2 separate regions of the Macaca fascicularis genome follow, and region 2 is linked to region 1. A link is a contact called in public Hi-C data. All regions are on one chromosome and are shown on one strand. The core of a region is the stretch at or near the end of the contact, and the rest is flanking DNA. Distances in the headings are between cores, read along the strand shown. Region 1 overlaps RAD51B (RAD51 paralog B). Region 2 holds the start of ZFP36L1 (ZFP36 ring finger protein like 1).

Evidence for each region. A called contact is a pair of places that touch in the nucleus more often than the background predicts.
Region 2: a Hi-C map of liver shows a contact between it and region 1, with 3 times the contacts expected there. The contact joins the promoter of ZFP36L1 here to the enhancer-like site in region 1. A contact is called at or near these places in 2 of 2 Hi-C or Micro-C datasets (liver and skeletal muscle).

Annotation. Positions count from the first base shown.
Region 1 is chr7:136,140,356-136,144,044 of T2T-MFA8v1.1, forward strand. All of the region lies in intron 8 of RAD51B (RAD51 paralog B), which reads left to right. Among named protein-coding and RNA genes, the nearest start is that of RAD51B, 420 kb to the left of the region's middle. Within about 2 kb of position 1,711, at least 1 of the 6 cell types and tissues checked has an H3K27ac peak or open chromatin away from gene starts, as enhancers often do.
Region 2 is chr7:136,682,250-136,685,938 of T2T-MFA8v1.1, forward strand. It overlaps ZFP36L1 (ZFP36 ring finger protein like 1), which reads right to left and starts at 2,113. Exons shown (of 2, transcript XM_045396605.2): 1 at 1,928-2,113. The coding sequence starts at 1,984.

The sequences.
Region 1 (3,689 bases), core at 461-2,960:
AGTCTGATTTGGGTACAATAAGAATTCATCAAAAACATAGAAGCTGCATTTCCTAGGAAATCGAGGCTTTTTCCTGTATTTGGGAGTGGTGAAGGATACGCCCAAGAACTTGGAACAGATACAGCATTGGCAGACAAACAATAGATCTGTAGGGCAGGACTTCCTTTTTATTCTCCTGAGCTCTCTCTCCCATTGTTTCAGAGAAGATGGAGCAAACATCCAGACAGAAGCTGCTTCAGTATTGTCTTCTATTGATAGGCTGCTTGTGTTCAGTGATTCCTCTGGCCCATAGTGTCTGCTGGACAGTTGGAGGCTTTTTGAAGCCATTGTACTGTTAGAAAATAATTAGAGTGAATGAAACAGTGGATAGGGGTTAACAACAATTCTTTGTTGCAAGCAATTGGTAGTCTTGGCATCGGTATTGGTAACAAGGCCAATCTAGTGGAAGGAATCGAAACAAAAGATGGAAAAGTTGTGGCTGGTTTATCTGATCCATCCAGCAAATCCACCCATGCATGGCCATTGTGTCCTGTGAGCTCTCTGGAAATGCCTTTGGTCACACTGCATTCCAAGCCCCTGGGTGGGTAATTTCTGGGTAGTCTTGTACATGGATTTGTTAGACTTTCCCATAACAAAAATGGCAAGACACAGGTGTTGTCTTGGCAATTAATCACATACTTCATAAAGAAAATAATGTCCTAACATTTGGGTAGATGAATGGCATGGTAGAAAAGGCCCATGATGTTTCTTTTGGAAGGAAGGTTAAAGAATGCCCTAACACTAACTAGCTCAGATATGTTGATTGATACCAAGGGGAAAACATCTAGGCAAAACCATGATCTATGTCCTCATTGTCTCCTCCATCTCCTCCAGACCAGTTAGGCCCTGTCCTGGTCTAGGAGTTTGTATTGTGATCTAGAGGGGGCCCAGCCATGGTGGGGTCCAACAAATTGGGGTGTACTTCAAAGATAGTGGTTCTTATTGGAAAACTTTGTAAGCTGAATGCCTATCTTCTCCTCACTAATTTGGGGAACTGGAGCTGCTGCTAAATTCTGAGTCAAATAGACTTGCAACTGTGGTTGATCAGATTCATGATGTATTAGTAATACATGGAAGTGGTGCCTTATGTTGGGGCCCTGGGTTCCTACTGGAAGCCTGTCACTTAGATTTGTATGATATTGGTAGGATCTGCTACTGTGTGATGCTTTGTTACATCCTCCTTTCAAGTCAGCTTTCCACCAGAGCTTCCCAAGAACAGAGAGGCCTGCCTCCAATATTTGGTTCAAATCATGCAACATAAGTTACCTTATATCTCTTTTCCTGTTGCTTATCTAAAAGGACGGAGACTCAGAGGCAGTTTAGAAGTGGAGGTGGGCATGTCTCCAAGGCGATTTATGACTTTAGACACATATCCCTAAAAGGCGAATTCCTGCTCTCACAAGTTTGAATAGGGCTCTAATCCCACAATCTGATTTAGGCCAAGAATGACTTACATTTGAAATCCCAAACCAAGACTGTTCAAGATCCGTATTAAAGTCTGAGCAATGAGGTGGAGGTGGTGTTCACCTCTACATTATTCTGAGAACGAGCCTGACCCTCATGGATCTGTGTGTGTGAGGAGTGGTGGTTGTCAGGAGCAGGGGAAGGTAGTGTGGGGAGTGAAGGAGGGGAGAGAGCAGTGTGCTTATTTTCAGTTTGTCAGCTGCTCTGGAAAATGGCCAAAATGAATGAGATACAGCAAGCCTTCAGGGCTGCTGTAAGCCAAGGAGAGACAAGGCCCCTCCTTTTAAAAAGCTCTGTGGAATTTAGACTTAAAGTTTTATATGTTATTTTGTTTAGGGTAAATGTGAAATCCCTAAACATTCCCCAGGAAATGTTAGCTCCCAGGAACACACAGTGGGCCCGAACTCCCTGAACAGAAGTACATTTTGAGGGAGAAAAAAGAATTCAGCATCCTTCCATGTAGCCTCCTGGCTCTGTTTGGCCAGCGGAGAAAGATTGATGAGAACCATGATTAGATCTGTCTCTGTGGCCTCCAGCAGATTATTGGAAAGACTTGAAAAAAAAATCTTTTAGACAAAAGAGGGTAGAAGTTCCAGTAGACAGGAGAAAGAAAAGGACTAAATCTTCCAGGCCAAAATATGCCAGGGTTTGTACAAACCAGGGAGATGGAGCAAAGCTGAGCACTTTTATGAGAAGAGGCACTGCCATCAACCTAAAGGAGAGAGAATCTGGGACATTTAAGAAAAGGGGGCTTCCATATGGGAAGAAGGGCTTGTGAACCCAGTGTGGTTGTGAATTCTGTAACAGAAGTCACCAGCTGGGCTTTTTCTAGGCATGAGTTATCTTCTTTACTGGCAATCGTGTTCCAAGTTTAATCTCTCCACAGTGTGACTTTGGTCTCACATTCACATCATGAAAACTCCAGGCTGTTTTTTGCTGTACTCCCGAGCAATGTTGACATTTCTAAGGAGAGAGGAAATCTGGATAAATAGAGTTCTTTTCTTGGCATTGTTAAAAATATTACTAAAAAGAGCAAAGGGTGTTTTCAGAGCTAAGTGGAAGTAGTCTTTCTTTGCAATTTTGAAAGGCCAGGTAGGTGGCTGGGTAAGCACTTTCTTGCAGCCTGTTTGTTTTAGCCCGCAGTGGTTTCTGAGCAGCTCTAAGTTCTGATAAAGGACACAAACACACCCATGCTACAGTGGCCATCTCACCTAATGCTGTCTTTTCTATCCTGTGACTGAAAATTTATATAACTTGTAGGACATTTCTGAAAATTACATTATAGCTAGTCTATCACTGATTTTGAATTTTCTTTAAATTTTGCTATCAAAAGCAGAACAACAACTTGTCATCATAGAACTGGAAGGCATGGTTATTTTGTTTACCCCTGACTTATTGCCCATTCGGAAACTGAAATTGCTTAAAGTTACATTGCTAGTTAGTGCAGGAATGGAAATGAAAAACTATTTCCTGATGCCTGGTTTATCACAATGGAAGGCTCTGCCCACAAGAAGGAAAGTTCAGTTCAGATTCCCTGTAATTTTAAGAACTTTCGTGAATATACTAATTTTAGTAGAAACAGCTAATCAAGATGGCTTACCATTCTCAATGGGACACAATTTTAAGGAGAAACACTTGGAATAATCTAATTTTAAACTGTAATGCTATTTCTTGATTTGTCTATTTGGGGGATTTTTTTTTACATGTTGCATGACATACTTGCACATTTGCCTTTTTAATACTTTTTTTAGCCCTGAAAGCACTTATTTAAGAATGATCACTAGCACTCCAGGACAAGTTAAATACAGAAAGCCACATACATATAAATGGCAGCCATAACTGCAAAAAGAGAATAATATAGTAAGGGAAATGGTCTTCAGGGTGCTGCAGAGTGCTTTATAGTTACCAAATGCCTTCATGTATGTTTCTAATTGATCCCCAGGACAGTGTTGTAAAAGGAGGAAGAATGGGTGTAAGTGTACAGCTGTTTTCCAGAACACCAAATCGAAGCTCAGAGATACTGCACAACTCACTAGCACAGCGAGGAAGCTACTGAACTGGGACTCACACTCAGACTTTCACTCCAAGTCCATAGCTCATTTTATTACTTCACGATGCGTTAGTTGCAGAAGTAATAATACTTTAAAAAGCAATCCACATTTTTTTCTGTTTACTTTCTCCTCTCT
Region 2 (3,689 bases), core at 863-3,362, 540 kb after region 1:
CTCAAGACCTGGCCTAAGACTCTCAAATTTCTCCTTCAGAAGTGTTCCCTTCCTTTGGCAACAGGTTTTCAGACTGCCTTTGCTTTTTCTTGTGGGGAGGAGATTGGGGGCCTGGTCTGAGGTTGAGGGAGACAGGGATGTGATTCCTGAAAATAAAACTCTCTGCCCTAAGTTCCCAGAAAAGATATTTTCTACAATAATCTCTCACCATTTCCACTCACCCCCAGCCCACCCCGCCCCCTTCACTGAGAAGATGCCTTTGCAATTAGTCTTCTGGCTGCAATAGCAGGCTTGGATAAGAGCTCCAGTGTTTAATCTTTAACGCAAAGCTGCAGATGGAAAGGAAAAGGAAAGCACCAACCCCCCTACCCACCTCCTTGTCAATAGCAGATTGGGGGTGGTGGGGATGGGGGCAGAGCCACCAATGGCAGGTTTCTGTTCCAATAGGACCCTGGTCACCTGCCCAAATATACCCAAGATTTGGAAAGGGTGCAGGTCAGGGACCTAGGAGTTAGTTCCCAGCCCATGTGGATGTCATTGTGCAAATTCTAATGTTGGTCCCTTAGGATCAGCAGGGGGGGACCGGGAATCTGTAACTGCAACCACCCCACCGAGAGGATTACAGGAACCCAGTGGAGAGCTGGTTCCCAACAATGAGGTTCATTTAAAAAGTCCTGAGGGGGGAGGGGGCCAAAGAAAGAAATAGATCAAAGAGCCAGGAGAGTCGAGAAAAGAAGGAAGAAGTGTTGGGGAGCTCTGGCAGCCGGGCCGGCAAGTGGAGTTTGGGAATGTGCAGGGAAGGAAGGAAGCTGAAAAATTCAAACTTTTTTAAAGTTACTCTTCAGCTCCTCGGCGTCCCTGCACCCCAACCCTGAAGCCCTGGGGCGTTGGCAGCTGCACCAACAGGAGCAGCAAGCTGGGAAAACAGAGCAACATGACCCGACGTGTTAAGAGAAGGCAGAACACTTCAGCAATTAAAAAGTAGCCCAGCAGCTTCACCCTTTCAAATTGGGAGGGGGAGGTTGGAAAGAAATTTAACAACATCCGTAGGCTTTTGCTATGTATATTTAAACCGCAGTCCTGGAACATTCCGAGCTTAAAACTTGCTTTTTCAACACTGGCTGACAAGCAACATGTTTTAAGGAGGCCCCCATTAAATCCTTACTCGCGGGACTCTTGAGTTCAAGCCAGCATTTCGTCGCCACCCGCCCCCCCATCCTCCCCCCCATCCTCCCCCCACCCCCCGCCGCAATCGACGAACCGCAATGCCTCTGCAACACAGGTAAGCGGGTCAACCTGAATGCCTCTTTCACCCCAAAGTTTGCTGCACGATCGGCTATCGCGGGAAGAAGCCCAACGGAGCTAGGGCGGACTCAAGCCCCACTGCAAACTTGTTCTGCAACATCTTTTTGAATCACAACTTGGCCTTTCTTCCTCGCATAGCCCCAGCACCCCGCAAAGAGTGGAGGAAAACAACGTCCCGAGACTCACTTCCCCGAGGGATCTCCCACTCCCAACCCCACGGGTGGGTAATGCTGCTGGACAGACCTAGGACGCACACTGGGAACCCGATCAGACCAGCGAACCTGGGATCCAGCAGCACGTTACGTAAAAAAGAATCGCCCAAAACTTGTCCCAATCTCAGCCCTCCCCCCGAGGCCTCCGGGCTGCCCTGCCAGGCAAACTTCGCCCCTCAAAACCCTGGCCTCCAGATTCACATGTAATCCCCGCCAGGAACTGTTGAAACTCAAAGGGTGGGAAGGACGAGGCCAAATTCCTTCAAACTTGGGAGAAATGCGGGAGGAGAAAAGAATCATCTCGCTGCACCACCTACCCCACTGCCTTCCAAGACCCAAACTTTTGGGGATTATATTTTAAGGCAAAAGAAAAAGACTTTTTGAAAAGCAAACGCTCCGCCCCCCTTTACCTTGCATAAAACTTCGCTCAAGTCGAAGATGGTGGCAGACACGAGGGTGGTGGTCATTCTGTGCGCTCGCGCGGGCCAGGGGCGAGGATCTGGTGTGTCGCGAAGGTCCCGATGCGGGGAAGGCGCAGCCTCTCCTGTCTGGAGTCCCACACGCCAGTTCCCGGCGCCCCTCGCCTTTCTGACTCCGGGGCTGGGGCGCGCAAAGCCCAATTTATAAAGTTTCAGATTTGGTGGGCCGGGGGGAGGAGGAGCTTTAAACTTATTTAAATGAGGAAGAGGAGGAAAAAGAAGTTGATTGACACTGGAGTTGAATCAGCCATGCGGTCAGGCGGGGAGGGGGGGGGCAGGGGGAGGAGAAGAAACTTTCAAAAGGAAGAAGGGGGAGGGGAGACGAGAAAAGAAGGCGGAAAAAAAAAAAAAAAAAAAACCCACTCCGAGCCGCGCACAACTTTTTTTTTTCTTAAAGAGGAAAAGTTTCGAGTCGGCTGACTTCCCTACCCCGCGCTTCAGGCGCCCCTCTCCGGGGCTGCGCGGGCGCAGAGCGGGAGGGGCGCGCCCCCTCCTTTGTCAGCCTCAGAGCGCGGCTGTGACGTCACTCATTCCACTCCCTCCGGGGTTCTTGTTGTCGTGTTGTTGTTTTTTGTTGGGCAGGAAGGCAGGCTCGACTTTCTCTTTTTGCCAGCGGGAGCTGAAGCCCGTCCTTAGCGCCCGGTCCGTGGTTTCCATCTTGAGCTGGTGATCCCCTTGAAACTTCCCCAAGTGTCTGCACAACTTACCTTTTCCCGACTTCTCTTCTACACTCGCCTCCCCTCCGCAAACCCGGCAGGCCGAGGACATTAGAAATTTGGGACGCACAGAACGTTCAAGTCTAGGATTTTATGTTGCTGTTTTTTTTTCCAGCGGGGCGTAGGGTGGGGCGCGGTGCGGGGGGGAATAGGGAAACTTTTTCCCCCAGGAGGACACGGCCTGGCGGGGGCGAGCGCGGCACAGTTTAGCGCGCCGCACGCGTCGATACTCGCGCTCGCTTTGCAGCCGGCGCTCTCCGGGTGTGGGCGGGTGGGGGGGGTCGCAAAAAAAGACCACAACCAGGGCCGATTGTTTTACCAGGCCTAGGCGTGGCGTTTCTTTTCACGCATCCAATCTTTATACTTTAGTCAAGAAAACCCTAATCCTTCCTGAATGCCCCTTCCTCCCAGAAAAAGCCCACCGAGCAACTAACTCACTACTTTCCACGCGCGCTCTGAATTCTAGGCGGCGCCACAACCCTCCCTCCTCCTCCATCCTCCCCCCACACACCTCAAGACTCTAGAACAATGAAAAAAGGTTACTTTGGTAAGAATGAAGGTAAAGAGGTGGACGGAGACGGCACTTTAAACTTGTTACTTCTCTCTCGCCCCCACGGGAGTGGAACGTATGGCTTGTCACGCTGCGCCGTTTTGGCGGGAGGTGGAGTGGGGGGCATGGGAGCCACGAAACCGAAGGGCCCGCAATGGAGCATGACTCCCTTGAAAATGATAAAATATATACTGTTAGGTTTGGATGCCACCCACCCAAATAAAAAGTTATCGTGTCCCCCACCCGCCCCTTGCGCCTTGGCCCGAGTGCTGGTGTGATGACCCGGGCGGAAGTCGCAGGGCTGCGCTTTTTTCCGATTTCCACGCGGGCCCCGCCGCCCCCTCGGCCCTCGCACGTTTCTTCCCAGCACTCGAGGCCGCCGAGTCTGTTACGAAACCCGGTGCTGGTGTGGCTAAGATTGAGTTCC